Linked DNA regions of Mus musculus: all the other regions are linked to region 1. The links are chromatin contacts, called in public Hi-C and promoter capture Hi-C maps. All regions are on one chromosome and are shown on one strand. Each heading gives the region's core, a stretch centred on a gene start, on an enhancer-like site or on the middle of the called end of the contact. The rest is flanking DNA. Distances are from core to core; before and after follow the strand shown.

Region 1 (5,016 bases), core at 821-3,320:
ATCATGGCTGGAAGCATGACAGTGCCCAGGCAGACATGGTGCTGGGGAAGGATCTGAAGGAGGACAGAGGGATCTGTCTTCTTGGAGGAAGCCAGGAAGGAACTCTTCTGTGCTGGGCAGAGCTTGAGCACATGGAGACCTCAAAGCCTGTTTACACAGAGACACACTTCCTTCAGCAAGGCCACAACTATTCCAACAAGGCCATACCTCCTAACAGTGCCACTTTCTATGGGCCAAGCATATTCAAACCACCACTCAGTGCTTTGCCATTAAATGCATTTAAAGCCCACATGTATAGTGATAAGCTTTAGCTAAGACCATTAGTATTAGCTTTATCCCCCAGGGAAGCCACTCTTTTGTTCTGGGTTGGCCACTGCCTTTTATAAGGACTCCTGGAAGCCACAGCTTCCACACAGTCATGGACATTCATGCTGTTTTAATTCTTAATTTAGACTTTAGGAAGATGAAGAAGTTGATTATTACCTATTTTGTGACTCAAGTGTTCTCAGTTCGTGGAGTGGTTATAACCAGGAAGCATGCCAATTTTAACCCCAGTTGTCATCAGAGTTTGGGGCTGACATTCTGATAGGGGATATACTCAAGCAGGACAACAAGGATGGCTCACTTTTTCAGGAGGGATGTTTATCTTGCCATGGACAGAAGAAGTGGAGGTTGACTTAGGGAAACAGGTGCCAGGACCAGATGATATCTAAGTTGGTCAGAGAACAAAGAGTGTGTAAACTCTCTGAAAGTCCTCCACGGTGCACAGGATGTAGGATACTTCATGAAAAGCAGGGACAGAAGTCCGGATTTCAGGGTATGGTTGCTGCATCCTGGAAGAACACAATGCCTCTACTGTTTCATTGCCTAGGTTGACATGGAAGCTTATGGGATGAATCCTGAGTGCATCTGTTAACTAAGAGCTAAGCAGGGCCTTGCCCTGGGTTGCTTGGGGACCCTAATATTCTTATGTATAAAATGAGGCAAGTAGTAGATTCATGGAATAGTTAGGAGAGCAAGGCAGAATGTGGAAAATATGAGAAAGATGCTCTCATTAAAAAAAGAAAAGAACTGGGCAGTGGTGGCACAGGCCTTTAATCCCAGCACTTGGGAGGCAGAGGCAGAGGCAGGCAGATTTCTGAGTTCGAGGCCATCCTGGTCTACAGGGTGAGTTCCAGGCCAGACAGGGCTACACAGAGAAACCCTGGTCTCCAAAAACCAAAAAAAAAAAAAAATTAATTAATAACTAAGTAAAAATATAAAAAATAAATAAAAAGAAAAGAAAAGAAAGAAAGAAGGAAAGAAGGAAAGAAGGAAAGAAGGAAAGAAGGAAAGAAGGAAAGAAGGAAAGAAGGAAAGAAAGAAAGAAAGAAAGAAAGAAAGAAAGAAAGAAAGAAAGAAAGAAAGAACGAACACAAGGAAAAAACTCTATTAATAATCCCAGGCACCTTGAGATTCATTCAGGTTTTACTGAGAATTCTCACCAGTTCAAAGGAGTTTTTCTAAGACAGCAACCCTGATTTTTCCTCACTTTACTCCATCTCTTGCCACGGAGGAAAAGGAAAGGGGTGGTGGGGGAGGGAGCGCGGGGTGGGGGGCGGGACTGGAGAATACATTGCCCTAAGATTTCCTCCTGGTTTGCCAGTACTGTGGGTCTGTCTTGATGATCAAGCCACAGCTTAGGTGATCTCCCGTGGCCCTACTGGCACGGAAGGGTCTAAGGACCAGTTCTGCCTGGACCCAGGCAGATTGGAGGTCGGTCCTCCTAGCCCAGAGTGGCACTCGGCCCGCGGGACTTTCAGCCTTGTGCTGGGTCACCCACTTGGGAAAGCGGCGGTGGGACTTAGGGAGCCTGAGGTCGAGGTCCCCACGCTTCAGGAGAGTGACACCAGCGCCCCCGAGTGCCCGGGCTACGCGCAGGGCCCGCCAGGCTGGCGCTCCATCCTCCCCGCCCCCCAGCACCGCTCTTCCCGGTCCCCACCCTCTACGTCCCCACCCTCCTCCTCCGCCCCCGCCCCTCCCCCGCTCCCCGCCCCACCGCGTCCCAGCCGCCCTGGCCGTGAGCGCAGGCGGCCCTGCCACCGCACCTGCAAGGCGCTCGCTGCCTGCAACCGCTCGGCTCTGCTCGCCCCCAGCCCTTCGTAGCTTTCGCCTCGCGGTCGATGACTCCCTAGACCCCTGGCCTACGACCATGACCACGTCCCTGCAAGACGGGCAGAGCGCCGCGGGCCGGGCAGGCGCCCAGGATTCGCCGCTGGCAGTGCAGGTGTGCCGCGTTGCCCAGGGCAAGGGAGACGCCCAGGACCCGGCGCAGGTCCCCGGACTGCACGCGCTGTCCCCCGCCTCCGATGCGACCCTCCGCGGTGCCATAGACAGGTAGGCAGCTTCGTGGTGGTGTCCGGGTCAGCAATCCGCTCTTGGGGTATGGAGGCGGCCCAGGGGTGAGTGTGTGCCCAGAGCCGGACCAAGTTTGGAAAGTGTCTGAAGACAATTCCCTTGGAGCCAGATCCCGCGGGGTCAGGAGGGCACCACGATCTCCAGGTGCCCTGTTATAAATAGCATCACGGGGTGGTGGAGAGCGGTCTGTCTCACCTTTGCCCTTTGGGGTGAACCAGAAGGCTTCACTCCAGACTGACCACATTCAGCTGCTGGGTGGCCCTTTTCCTATTACACTATAGGCTTCAAAAATCCAAGCTTGAATGTGTTCACCTCCCACGTAGATAGAGTCTTCCAAGGACCCGGGAGAGGCAGAGCAGGGGTTGACATTTGAGCCGTCTTTATGTTCCACAGGAAAGGGCAGCGGCTTTCCAAGGTTTCTCATCTCCACAGCAATGAGCATTAAGTGCCTTTGGAGTTGTCATACTTAGGAAAGAAAAAGGCGAGAAGAGCTTAAGAATCCGTGGCTTTTTGCAGTCGCACATCTAAATACCACTCCTGCTTCTTTGTCAGGATTTGCAAAGCGCTCTGACTTCAGTCAAGTTAAAATAACTCCCCAGTGGCCTAGCGTTACATTCCTGCTAACACATTCTATTGACTTACCTTCCCAGAAGGACTGCCTTGGTGTTCTGTATCTATAAGCACTTGAAAAATTAGCAGACTGTGTGTGGGCAACATTGTGAATGAAATTCGAAGTGAGATGAACCACATCTATATTTAATAAATCATAACTTCCAGCAGTGATGAGTAAAAAAAAAATCCTGGGGATGAGTTTACTGGATGTAACTTACAGATTTTGTCAATTTAATAGGAGCCAGGAAATGGCACACTCCCCTGGGTAATGTTTGCATAAATCATGATGTAGCCTGTGTTGGTGTTCAGGAAAGCCCTAAGTACAGGAAATGGAGTGTCAATGCCTCCCAAGGCTTTTCTTCTTCTTCTTTTCTTTTTCTGTGAGATGGGGTGGGGGAGGTGGTATAGAATTATTTGTGGTAATTGGCATATTTTATTTTTGACCCATGGGCACGACATCCTTGCTCTTTCCTGTACACCTACTTATAGAGTGTTAGCCTTGTCACCAAGCGGTACACGTTAGCCTGAGCAATGCTCTTTCCCCTGACAGCAATTACATTTCCTATTCTGTTTTATGTAAATGACGTCCTATGTTCTCTTGGTGTAGGAGAAAAATGAAAGATCTGGATGTTCTGGAAAAGCCACCCATTCCCAACCCCTTTCCTGAGCTCTGCTGCTCTCCGCTTACATCTGTGCTGTCAGCAGGCCTGTTTCCCAGGGCCAATTCAAGGAAGAAGCAGGTATGCACCTCCAAACCTGTGAAACCCTAAGGTCTTCCAAGGCTTGTGCCCACACAGACTTCAAGAGTTTTGCAAAAAAACCAAACCAAACCAAAACAAAGCATCAAACGAGAATTTGCTTGGCCCTTGACTGAAAGGGGCCCTTGAGATGATGTTCCTTCTGGGATTCAGCTTCCTCAGCTGTGTAGTGGGAATATCAAACATTTCCTCTTGGGTTCTTGGGAGAGAATAGGGTTGAGAGTGCACCTGTCCTGACTGCCTATCGGACAACAGGCATCAATTTCACACCAGTCTTAATTGGAAGGGGCGGGACTATAATATCAGGTGAGAAGGGGATCGATCGGCTCTTTGTTTGCTATTTAATGGTGTCTTTCCTTATACACATGTCATATAAGGCTAGCCTCCTTTACCAAAGGAAAGTGCTGTAGAGAACCTGACAGGGACCAAGAGCAATGGCTCAGTAGGTGAGGGCATTTGCTGGAGGACCTGAGTTAGACTCCTGAGACCCAACAAGTAGAAGGAAATAACTTACTCCCAAAAGTTGTCTTCAAACTTCTGCATGGGTTCTGGGGCATGGATATGTACACGTACGCACACACGCACATGCACCAGCCCATGCGCACACATGCATGCACACACACCATAATTTTTTAAAAAAAGGAATCTACATGAGGTAATTGGAGTTTGCAGCTCAAAATACTTTTCGGCAAACTTTATGTTTTGGAGGTTCCAGCTGCAGAAGGCATTTGACTTGGAAGCCATGATAAAATGGATTTTTTTTTTTAATGGTCTTCTTTCTTGTTTGAGACTGACTTACACCAATTAGATAGAAAAAGTCCAAGCAGCCAAGAAATGATATTTCATAACTATACATTTTAGGAGTGAAAAAGCAACACATCCTAGAATTATTCATCTTTTTTCATGGACTTATTCCAGTTTTGAATTAACAAAATAAAGAATAGCTTCACTTGTCAAAAAACATCTCTCTCTTTTTTTTTGGTGTTTTTGGGGTTTTTTTGGAGTTGGGGAGAGGAAACTTTAACATTCAGAGAACCGTGGTGAGGTGAAGGGAGGAAACAGGTAAATATATATATATATATATATATATATATATATATATATATATATATATCACATATGTGTGTGTATAAGTAGGAGAATTTTCATATATTAACCTCTGATTGGTTCAGTGATGTAGTTTTACTTAGGGGAAGGGAGGAAATACCCTGGGGAGCGGGCATGCTTATTACCACGCAGCAATAGATAG
Region 2 (5,016 bases), core at 1,162-3,661, 380 kb before region 1:
TATAGGGTAGCCTTGGAAGTCCCACCATGTTCTTTCCAAACAGTAACTCCTACTTGAACTCCCCACTGCTTTACTCAAGGCTTTGAATAACACTCATAATGTTTTTACAGGCTGTCATAACTGAGGTACCTTTTATATTATATACACCTGAGAATAAACAGGCTATGTCCTAATAGTGACAGAGTAAACTGGAAGCAAAAGAAGTCTCAAGGACACGCCTTAAGCATCGCACTAAGATGGATACTTGGAATGGGCTCTTCAAACATCTTTAGGATCAACTGTGGGTGAATAAGCATTTTGTGGAAATGGCTACCAATGGATAATGATCTTGAAATATAGAGTCTGTTCCTTGCATTTACTACAGAAGTAAAGGGGAAAAAATATTCTTAAAGGTCCTTTCATTTTTTGCCTTGGGTCACGTTGTCTTTTTTTTTTTTTTTTTAGGAAAATCCATGATCCCCTTTAAAATATTGAAGACAATGTGGCTTATTAAGATATAGCCTCACTGTATAGCTCAAGTTGTCATCAAACCCGGGATTCTGCATTCTCTCTCTCCCCAGAGCTGAGATTACAATCATGTGCCAACCATGTATAGCTTGGTACTTAACCTTCCTGAATTTTCTTATCCACCTAACTTAGAGAAAACAGCCTCAATGATCAATATTACAGGTCATTAGAGTACTGTTAGGACAAATGGTTTAAAGTTTTCCTTTATTCTGACAGGCTGTCAAGCAAGCATTTCCTCATTTGAGAAAGTTAGTCTGCATGGTAATAAAGAAAAAGCAGTAGGTGTCATTTTCCAAAGCTTGTCATTCCAGTCTTTTCTCTCCGAGAGAGGATGGCACAATAGACACTTAGGGAAAAAATATTTCAAAATAAGCAGTGTTCGAAGAGGTAAATATAACTTCAGAAAAGCTTTCATGTGTTTGTTAAAAAGTAATCCTCAAAGCAGCTGGTATTAGAAGTTTCTACTTGCTGTCATCCAACAGTGTTATTTCATAATCATTAATAATTAATCATAGGTCTCTGATTCACTCTTGAGCACTCTAAAAATAGGATGCCATGAAGAGGCTTAGATCTTAGCAACAGAATATTGAATTCCACCAGCCTAACCTAGGCACCTATTCACATTCCGGAAACAGATCCATCCCAAGACTGTGAAACTAGAGCCATAGTTTTCCTGTTTGCTCATAGAGGTCGCATTGAAAGCCTCAATGTTGGCAGAGGAAAAAAAAATCTGTGCAATCATGTCAAATCCCCTGAGTTACAGATGGACAGACCAGCACCAATCTAGTTAACTGATGGGCATTTCTGCTTTCTGTCATATGATGGGCATTTAAACACACTCTTGTGAGAAAGTAGCATGAATGTTAGTATTAACTGGGAGCTTCCAAACTCTTCATTTTCATTTAACATATCAATAGATAGCACAAAACACCATGGTATGCACTGGGGAAACATGAGGTCTTTTAAACTTTTATAACAACATTAATGGAAAACTGATGTTCAAGTATCTGTCCAAGAGTTCCACACCTAATAAACGGATAAGCGGAGAGTATGGCGGTCAAATTTTGTCAGTCTGGGTTCTAGATCTTAGCCTAAACTCTAGGCAACCCTCCAAATCAATGAAGCACAGATATAGCCAGTAAGTCTATGCATAGCTTTTGGCTATGTTAGGACAAATACAAACATACATTAATGTGATAATTGGACCAATGTGAATATATATTTCTAGGTACTCAAAATATTCGATTTGCCAAGGAATGTTCTGTGAATGCATTTAACTAGTATGAAGTGTCTATCAGGGAATGGAAATGAACACAGATTTTATATATCATAGTTCAGTATGAAGTAACAGAGGCAACAAATGAAGGTCTTTTATAGTTTGTAAGAGACTAGACCTGGGTTTACCAAATAGTAAGAAGCAACACTTCATTTCTTTTCCTAGCTGAAGAGTAGTCACTTTCTTCCCTTCTTTTACAGAAATAAACATATAGAAAAAGATAATAGATAGATAGATAGATAATCAAAATGAATGAATAGATTATGAATGGAAAGATAGGTAGATAGATATATAGATGATAGATCATACATACATACATACAAACATACATACATACATACATACATACATACAAACATACATTCTTCACTTTCACCTCATTCTTCTTAACTTTTACTATCTCCAAAACTAAGCCCCACAGATGTCTCTTTTGTGTCTAATATGATAGCCATGAATCACATCAACTATATAATGTATTATAAAGAATTTTAAATGCAGTCCATTTACCCCTGGTGGCTTTCCTTAGAAAAGCTCAAATCCAGAACACATCTACTACCACAGCAAGTTCTGCTCTATAAAAAGATGGCAGCCACTGCAAGTTGCATTTCCTAGAAGTAAGTAGTGCTGACTCATGTCCTCTGAGTCCTTCTGTTTTGTGTCATCATATCGCCCCACAATTAAGCAGAAGTAAAGCGTCTACTATAAACACCAGAATTATTTGGCAAGGTTTCTTTTATCAGATACATCCTTTTCTCTGCCAGCTTTGCTTCATCACATCATTGGCATGAGCCTCTGGAATTTTTCAAGTGTCTTTTTCTTATATGACATCCTTCTAAGTAGCTTTAAGAGGAGAGTTTAACATATATGTATTTTTTAAAGTTAAAGTATAATTATACAATGTATCCTTTTTAAAAAAAAACTGTAATAAAGACTTAACCTCACTCTAGATGTTATCAGGTTAAAAAATAAAAAAAATTGACCACATTTTTTTTATAATAACATAGATTTGTATCAATTTATCTTTCAGGATTTTTTTTTCCAAATGAACAGAACAAATTATGTATTTAAGTTCGATAATAAATTATCAATGACAGGAAGGCTAGGTCACTCAATTAACAACTAAGTAAATTTAGCCAAAAACAAAACAAAACAAAACAAAACAAAACAAAACAAAACCAAACCCTATTGCTCATGAATATTAGCTTCTGCCAGGGAGCATTTCCATCACTGCCATACAGAGTGCTCCCTCTGTGTCCCCAACACTACTAAACCACTAAAGCAAAAACGTGCTATCTGTCCCTGGTTGAGTTCGCAGGTTGTTGGTGACTGCCTAAAATCAACGTTCTGCTCACATTCTCGAAAACTCATATGGGTCCAGAAAAGCAGTGAATACAATTCTTCATAACCTGTGTTCACAGAATAGCAGGAGACTTCAACCTTAAACAGCAGGAGAATTCGAGAGATTTCAACCTTAGAACAAAACAAAGCAAAAAAGGAAAATTAAACAAACAAACAAACAAAAGGAACTCTGTATGATTCAGCAATGCTGCCACTGGGTATCAAGCCGAAGAAAAGGAAATCAGTATGAGACAGACATGCCTGGCCTTGAACGTTGGCCCTTGAATGTTTATCTTACAGTATTCACAATGGCCAAGATGGTGGAGCAACCTAAGTATTTACCATTGGGTGCATGAATAAAGAAAACACATTAGAAAAGAATCCTAAGTTCCAGCATTCTATAAAACAAGAAGGTAGCTATAGTTAGGATTAATTCCTTGGATATTTCAGAATACCTAAAGGAAAAAGGTCTTAAAATGTTCTTCTATGAAGAAATAACAAGCATTCTGTGTGATAGATATGTGAATTATTCTAACATAGTCACCGCAACTGGACCTATGTTAACAAATATGTGATAAATAAGTGCTATGGATCTACCAACTAAATTTTTAGAAATAAAATAAGAGTGGCTACAGAAGCGAATCAGTCACTCCTAGGAGGGAAAAGCTCCCCCAGGAGTGGGCCAGCTCTGAGAGCAGAGATGAGTCCTAGTGACCCAGAGCACCCACTTGTGGAGAAGTGGAGGGCTGGTGCTGGGAACAGAGTCAGCGGGCTGGGGAAACTGAGGGCTTCTGCAGAAGAAGACAGCAGTTGGAGCCAGGCTCCAAACATGCTTTGAACATCAGTGGGGATGAAAAGTAAGAAGACATGTTAAAAGAAAGATAAAAGAAAAAAAAGACAGAAAGAAAGAAGCAAGGAAAAAAATTAGAAGCAGAAAACCAACCAGCTCCCCTTTCAAGAGCGCTATCTGTTTTAACAGCTGGACTTCACTGTTTTATCATGAGACCATCTGTAACCCTGAAAACCACACAGATGCAATCTGTGCACACAACCTCAAAGACAGAAGACAGCTTCAGACATACAACAGACCCAAGGTGTGGGACACATGAGCTCTCCCACAGTGATAGGCAGGGAGAAGGTTTTTCTAAAAGAGAAGGATTGAGACATTTCAGCACAGGTGCTGGATAGCAGAGACAACATATGTTTCCAATGGATTCATTATATATATATATATATATATATATATATCATTATATATAGGTAATCATAGATCTGAAGCTGAAGGGGGAAAGATGAACAACTAACATGGAGCTGATAAAATTCTGACAAAGTTTAAAATGTACAACTGACAAATTGGAGTATAAAACACAAAATGGAAAGGAAAGAAATATACTCACTGAACATTGTGTAGCGCTAGAGGGCAGGAGTTTAAATGGACAAGCTGAAGGGCAGAGTCTTACATATGGAGTACAGGCGTTACTTTAAAGGTAGTCACTAGGGAAATTACAAACAGCCCCGCATGTACAATATGCTGCCCCTCACTTCAAAAAGCAAGTAAACAGCAACTTGGCAAAATGTAACTATGAGATTCTATCAAATCAGCATAAAATAATGTGTTCCCGTGGGAGTCAGTCATGTTACACTCACCAATATGCAGACACGTTTCATGTTTACTAAAGAGACCCAGCCCTCTGTGATATACTAAAGCACCCTTAAATCAAATCTAGGGATGATAAAAATGAAATGATGGAAAACGTTCTCCCAGGTTTAAGAGGCAGGGTCAACAACTTTAAAATTGGACTAGCTGTAAATTATGTTGAAAGGCAGTAATTAAAACCATAAAAATTATCATGAATATAATGAATGATGGACAGCGTGTTTTTAAATAACATAAA
Region 3 (5,016 bases), core at 913-3,412, 260 kb before region 1:
CAAGTTGTCTTGACTTCTTGGAAAGAACATGGGATTTGTGGAATCTGTTTAAGAAATGTGACTCTGAGAAAAGAACCGTATTTTTGTATCAACTCAGAACAAAAAGGAGCTCAGTGTTCTGAGAAGGTCACCCATTTGTGGAATAGTATTTTACCATTTCCTTTAATCTGTTTCAGATACAATAAATATGCAACATCTCTCTTATCGTTTACTCAAAAACGCCAAACAATCTCAAGTAGCAAAATACCGTGAAATACATCTCTCTTCCCACATATATCTTTCCTCCCTCACACAACTGGGTTACCGCAGTTCCTCAGACCAGCTGTTCTCCGTCATCTAGGGGAAAAATACTAAGAATAGACATAATTTTAAAGAAATTATGAAAGTAAAGAGATGGTGTATTTTCATAGGAAAAAATAAAACTATTGCTCATGTGACAGGAAAGCCCTCAGAGGGGAATCTGAGAGCTCTGAACAAGACAGCTGTCTGTCTGTAATGGACTCATTGGGATTCAGGCTGATTGTGTGATGGCTTTAAGATATATTCAGGTGTATGAATGTGTGATGATTCCTAGAGGTAAGTCTTTTGAATCATCCATCAAATTTGTCCTCTGCAATTTTAGCTTTAGAGAAAAACGTTAGACAGCTAAATTTTCCAAGGCAACAACTGAAGAAAGACAAAGTCTTTATCAAGGAGTTGCTGGTAATGCTTTGGATTGCAAAGCACAGTAAAATAAATGAAGTTTTTCTTGATCTCCAAGGCCTTCTGAATTGACTCAGAGGGGGAAAAGCACATAGCTAACATCACATCTATTTAATGAGGTATTTGAAGGGAGAATTAACATCGTAATAACATGCATAATTAATGATGTCTTACATGAAGTTAAAGCAAGAAGGAGCAGCGTGATGACCCTTGCAGTTAAAGAAAAGACAGGTTAAAAACTTCAGGAATTATTTGGCTACATAGGCCCAAAGCAATGAAGGGGATTTCGGAGTTCTTTTATAGGCTCGTAGGACTCAAATACAGTTCAAAATCAATAGTCTTGGAAGGATTATGTATTTAGATTAAAATATGAGAACTTCTGATGTTGTGACCATCATCACGTGGAACTCTTCTTTGCCAACCCTGTGGAACAGTTAAAAAAAAAAATCCACATTTCAGGGCTGGAGATATGGTTCTGTGGTTAAGAAAATATAACTGCTCTTTCAGAGGACTGGGGTTTTGTGCCCAGTACTGTCAGGCAGCTCAACTCCTGCTACCTTGATCCTTATTCCTGGTATATATTGTCATCAGATTCCCGATGCCCTTTCCTGACCTCCATGGTCATAGACACACATGCGCATGCACACACACACACACACACACACACACACACACACACACACACACATAACATTTGTAAAAAGTAGATCGACATGCTCTTTCTTGATTAGCCAGAAGCTGGAAAGAACCCAGATGTCCCTCAACAGAGGAATGGATACAGAAAATGGAGTTCTCATCACTTAAATGTGTGTGCCACACCCAGTCTCCACATAGAGCTTTCCCCATAATGTTTTATTATGGTACTTACTAATCAACTGGCAAATACGCTCATGTTTTTATGCCAATTAATTCTTTCTTTCTCATTTCTCAGAAATATGAGTGTACCTATCCCCCAAACCGGTTCAAGCTTTTCACACTGCCCTGTAATTATGATCACAAATATAAAATATGTCCAATACTTTTGGAAGTTGAGAGGAACTTCTCAGCTGTAGTCCTGGTGTGATTCTTGGCCACCAGCATGACATGCAGAGCCCCCCAGGGAGCAGGCATCTCTCTGCATGCTGAGGCCTGCTATAACAGTTCTTTTGCTTCAGTTCATTATTCAAATCTGAGCAGGTAAGTTGTTAAGTTCTATTCCAATGTGGCCTTGGCCAGCATCCTCTGCCACTGCTTCCCGTCCACCACTTAGAGATTCATGCAGCTGCTATGCCTAGCTCTCGTCTAAGGAATACCCTGTGTTGCCCTGGCTACCCACCAAATTTATGGAGGAAAGGCCAAAACAAATAGCACCATTGACAGACATTACAAAACAGTTGCTGTTTTGCCAGCAGCTCCAGCAGACTCCCCAACCCCCAAGGCCTCCACAGGCGAGGTGAGTCAGCACAGGAACTCTGGTCAGACTGTGAGCTCTGCTACCTGAGGAGCAGCAGCACTGTCCCCCAGAGCCAGAAGTGCAGGATAGCTCTCCTTTGGTGGTGGTGCTGCTGCTGTGATTTGAAATAGCATCTCATGTAACCCATTCTGGCTCTGACTTCCAAAGCCCCTTGTTTCCACTTCTGAAGTCCCAGGACTATAGGGCTGCTCCACCATGCCCACCCAGAATGAGTTTTCTGATTCATTTCCAGAGCTTGCCTGTGGCCTCTGACAATCAATGAGGAAAGATAGTGTCTTTGGTATTTAAGGACTTTTTATATAATATTTTAAAAAATTTTTGTTTTCTTTGACCTAGGGGTAGGTAAATAAAGGACGACCCAGCCATATCAGGAAACCATCAGTTATTCCAAACACAGTAGTCCATGTTTGTTTACTTAAACCCCACAGGGCAGTATTTTCTAATTCACTTTGTAAGAAATAGAGTGGGGAAGCACCAGAGGGCTCTACTGCTAGGATGGAGAGAGAAAAGTGTGAAGAGAGCCGTTGTTGTAGCGCACTGATGTAGAGGAAAGGTGAGAACTGATGATGATGGCAGGGAGCTTGTGCCAGTAAGTAATGCTGCATTGTAAAGTGGCTCTCTGAAGGCTGGGTGAACAACCCCACGGCAGAGCTCCTCATTAAGGTCACTGCCAGGACCTAAAGCTACTACTAGAGCACCTGTGTATAAGCTCATGTGCCTGACTCGGAACTCTTCTGTGCCTCGGTGTTCTTTCCCAGAACCAAGGCTCGATAGTGGGAGCGCAGGAGGATGTTTTGAGAATATAAAAAGTATATTAAGCTCTAAGAGTGCTGCACATAACCTGTTTGCTCTGCGGTGGAAGCACATATATCATGAATCTTCAAAACTGACATGAAATCGTTGAGCCGTAATGTAATATGCAGCCCCCTGTTTTACTCATGGGAAGTTACAGTGAGGTTGAGCCAGTCCTGCTTGCTGACTCCGGTCTAACCGCACTATGAATATGTGCATACAACCTCTGTCAGATGAGCTCCTGCTGACTTCTCCCTACAGCTCCAAAACACAGAAGTCCTTAAAGGAACAAATAGAATTTTGTTACCCTAACAGATTCCTTACAATGGAGAAATTGGGGGATTATTTTTAATCAATTTTTAACTTCAATTTTTTTTCATAAAATATAATTTGATCGTAGAATTTCCCCTCCCCAACTCCTCCCAGGCAGTCTCCACTGCCCCTACCCATCCAATTGCATGCTCTTTCCTTTTCTTTATTTCCCTTTCTCAAAGCAAAAACAAAATCAAAACAGACTTTAAAAAAATTAAGACAAGAAATAGGAAAGCAAAACAAAACGCTCATTTAAAGAAAAAACAACACCATGGAGCCCGTTAGCATTCCTTCTAAGCTCCACCCCACAGTTACCTGCTCCTTCCTAGCCACAGATGGTCCCACAGACCCTAGACAGCAAGGAAACAGCCAACTCTCTTAAGAATGGACCAACATCCCCATACCCATTTTCTTAGGTTTCCCAGAGACACATTGCCCTAAAGTCAGCAGGAGGTAACTAAAGATCACTATGCTATGACCCTATTCCTGCCTCACCATCTCCCCTGTCTAGTTTTTCCTTTTTTTTAATTAATCCAAAATGGAGGAATGTTAGAATCCCTGCTTGTCTCTGCCCCGCAGTTACCTGGCAACAGCCAGGTATGTCTGACTCATTATATAAGGGGCTGAGTTCCATCCTTGCTCTCTTACTCTCTTACTTTCTTTCCCTCTCTGTCCCTTCTCTCTCAGTCCCTTTCCCTCCTCCCCTCCTCTCCTCCTCCCCTCTTCCCCTCCTTCCCCCTCTCTCTGCCTTTCTCTATCTCTACTTCCTCCTCTATTCCCCTTCCCATCCCCTAAACAAACTCTATTCCATACTATATCCATCCTATGGCTGGTACCTTAGCATGGGAAGGGATGCCTCAGCATGGGCCCACAGAGGCACCCCCTTCCATCTCACCATACCTGATTCTATCAAACATATACTGACTCTCTCTTTTTCATATAACACAACAGAGCTCATTTTGTGTTGAACCATACACCAATGTTCATTTATTTCATTATTTGTTCGTTTATTTTGTTATATCTGAGTTTGAGAAATAGAGCATTAATCAACTAACAAGACCAGTTATGGAAGAGAAAAATCAGGCTCTCAATTCGGGGGCCTTCTGTGGGCATGGAACAGGAAAAGAACTAGAGAAGGAGGGGGGGTGTCCTTTCTGGGGTTGAATAGCATGCTCTTGTGAAACACAGCAGAACAGTTGACTTCCTGATTTCCTGTTCCTTGCTAGAAGATTGATCTGCAAAGATATGCCTGCTTGGCTGATGATACACTGTCTGTGACAATACTCAGATGACATTTCAATGACTAATTAACTCCTACAAAATCAGCCACACTCCTCATCGTAACTGATGCATTACAAGATCCTCCGAACTGTTAATATTCAAAAGCGTTCCCGTTGAACTAATCAACTTGATAACGCCTAAGATATCCTTGTAATGACTATCCATGGCTTCTCACTTAGCTAATCCTGTAAGTACAGATATTGGCCAGCAATTCTTACAAACTTATCTTTGAAAGCCTGAATTAAAATACAGTCTAAGCTGGACACAGTGTCATAAAGGTATAGCTCCAGTTGCTTTTGAGGCTGAAGCAGGAAGATTGCTTGAGGCCAAGAGTTTGAAGATAATCCGGGCTATGTAGTAAAAGTACAAATGAATAAATAATTTTGAAATGCATTTGTCCCTTTTTTACCCTACTTGCTGTGCACATTACTATTAGTGGCTGCCCAACCACCTAAGGATTCCAGGAAGGGATCAAA

The links. Promoter capture Hi-C pulls out the DNA fragments that hold promoters and counts their contacts. A called contact is a pair of places that touch in the nucleus more often than the background predicts.
Region 2: a Hi-C map of the N1E-115 cell line shows a contact between it and region 1, with 5 times the contacts expected there. The contact joins the enhancer-like site here to the promoter of Grb14 in region 1. A contact is called at or near these places in 4 of 39 promoter capture datasets (the 3T3-L1 cell line, the C10 cell line, liver and 1 more) and 2 of 484 Hi-C or Micro-C datasets (the N1E-115 cell line and pre-B cells).
Region 3: a promoter capture Hi-C map of liver shows a contact between it and region 1. The contact joins the enhancer-like site here to the promoter of Grb14 in region 1. A contact is called at or near these places in 5 of 39 promoter capture datasets (the 3T3-L1 cell line, embryonic stem cells, hippocampal neurons and 1 more), 2 of 484 Hi-C or Micro-C datasets (embryonic fibroblasts and pre-B cells) and 1 of 9 other capture datasets (pancreatic islet).

The regions. Positions count from the first base shown.
Region 1 is chr2:65,019,820-65,024,835 of GRCm38.p6, reverse strand. Grb14 (growth factor receptor bound protein 14) reads left to right here and starts at 2,070. Exons shown (of 14, transcript NM_016719.1): 1 at 2,070-2,376; 2 at 3,617-3,749. The coding sequence starts at 2,192.
Region 2 is chr2:65,404,741-65,409,756 of GRCm38.p6, reverse strand. All of the region lies in intron 1 of Gm34739 (a long non-coding RNA gene), which reads left to right. Among named protein-coding and RNA genes, the nearest start is that of Gm34739, 8.1 kb to the left of the region's middle. Within about 2 kb of position 2,411, at least 11 of the 459 cell types and tissues checked have an H3K27ac peak or open chromatin away from gene starts, as enhancers often do. A contact at or near this core is called in the N1E-115 cell line, where this site is marked.
Region 3 is chr2:65,282,622-65,287,637 of GRCm38.p6, reverse strand. No RefSeq gene overlaps it. Among named protein-coding and RNA genes, the nearest start is that of Cobll1, 46 kb to the right of the region's middle. Within about 2 kb of position 2,162, at least 80 of the 459 cell types and tissues checked have an H3K27ac peak or open chromatin away from gene starts, as enhancers often do. A contact at or near this core is called in liver, where this site is marked.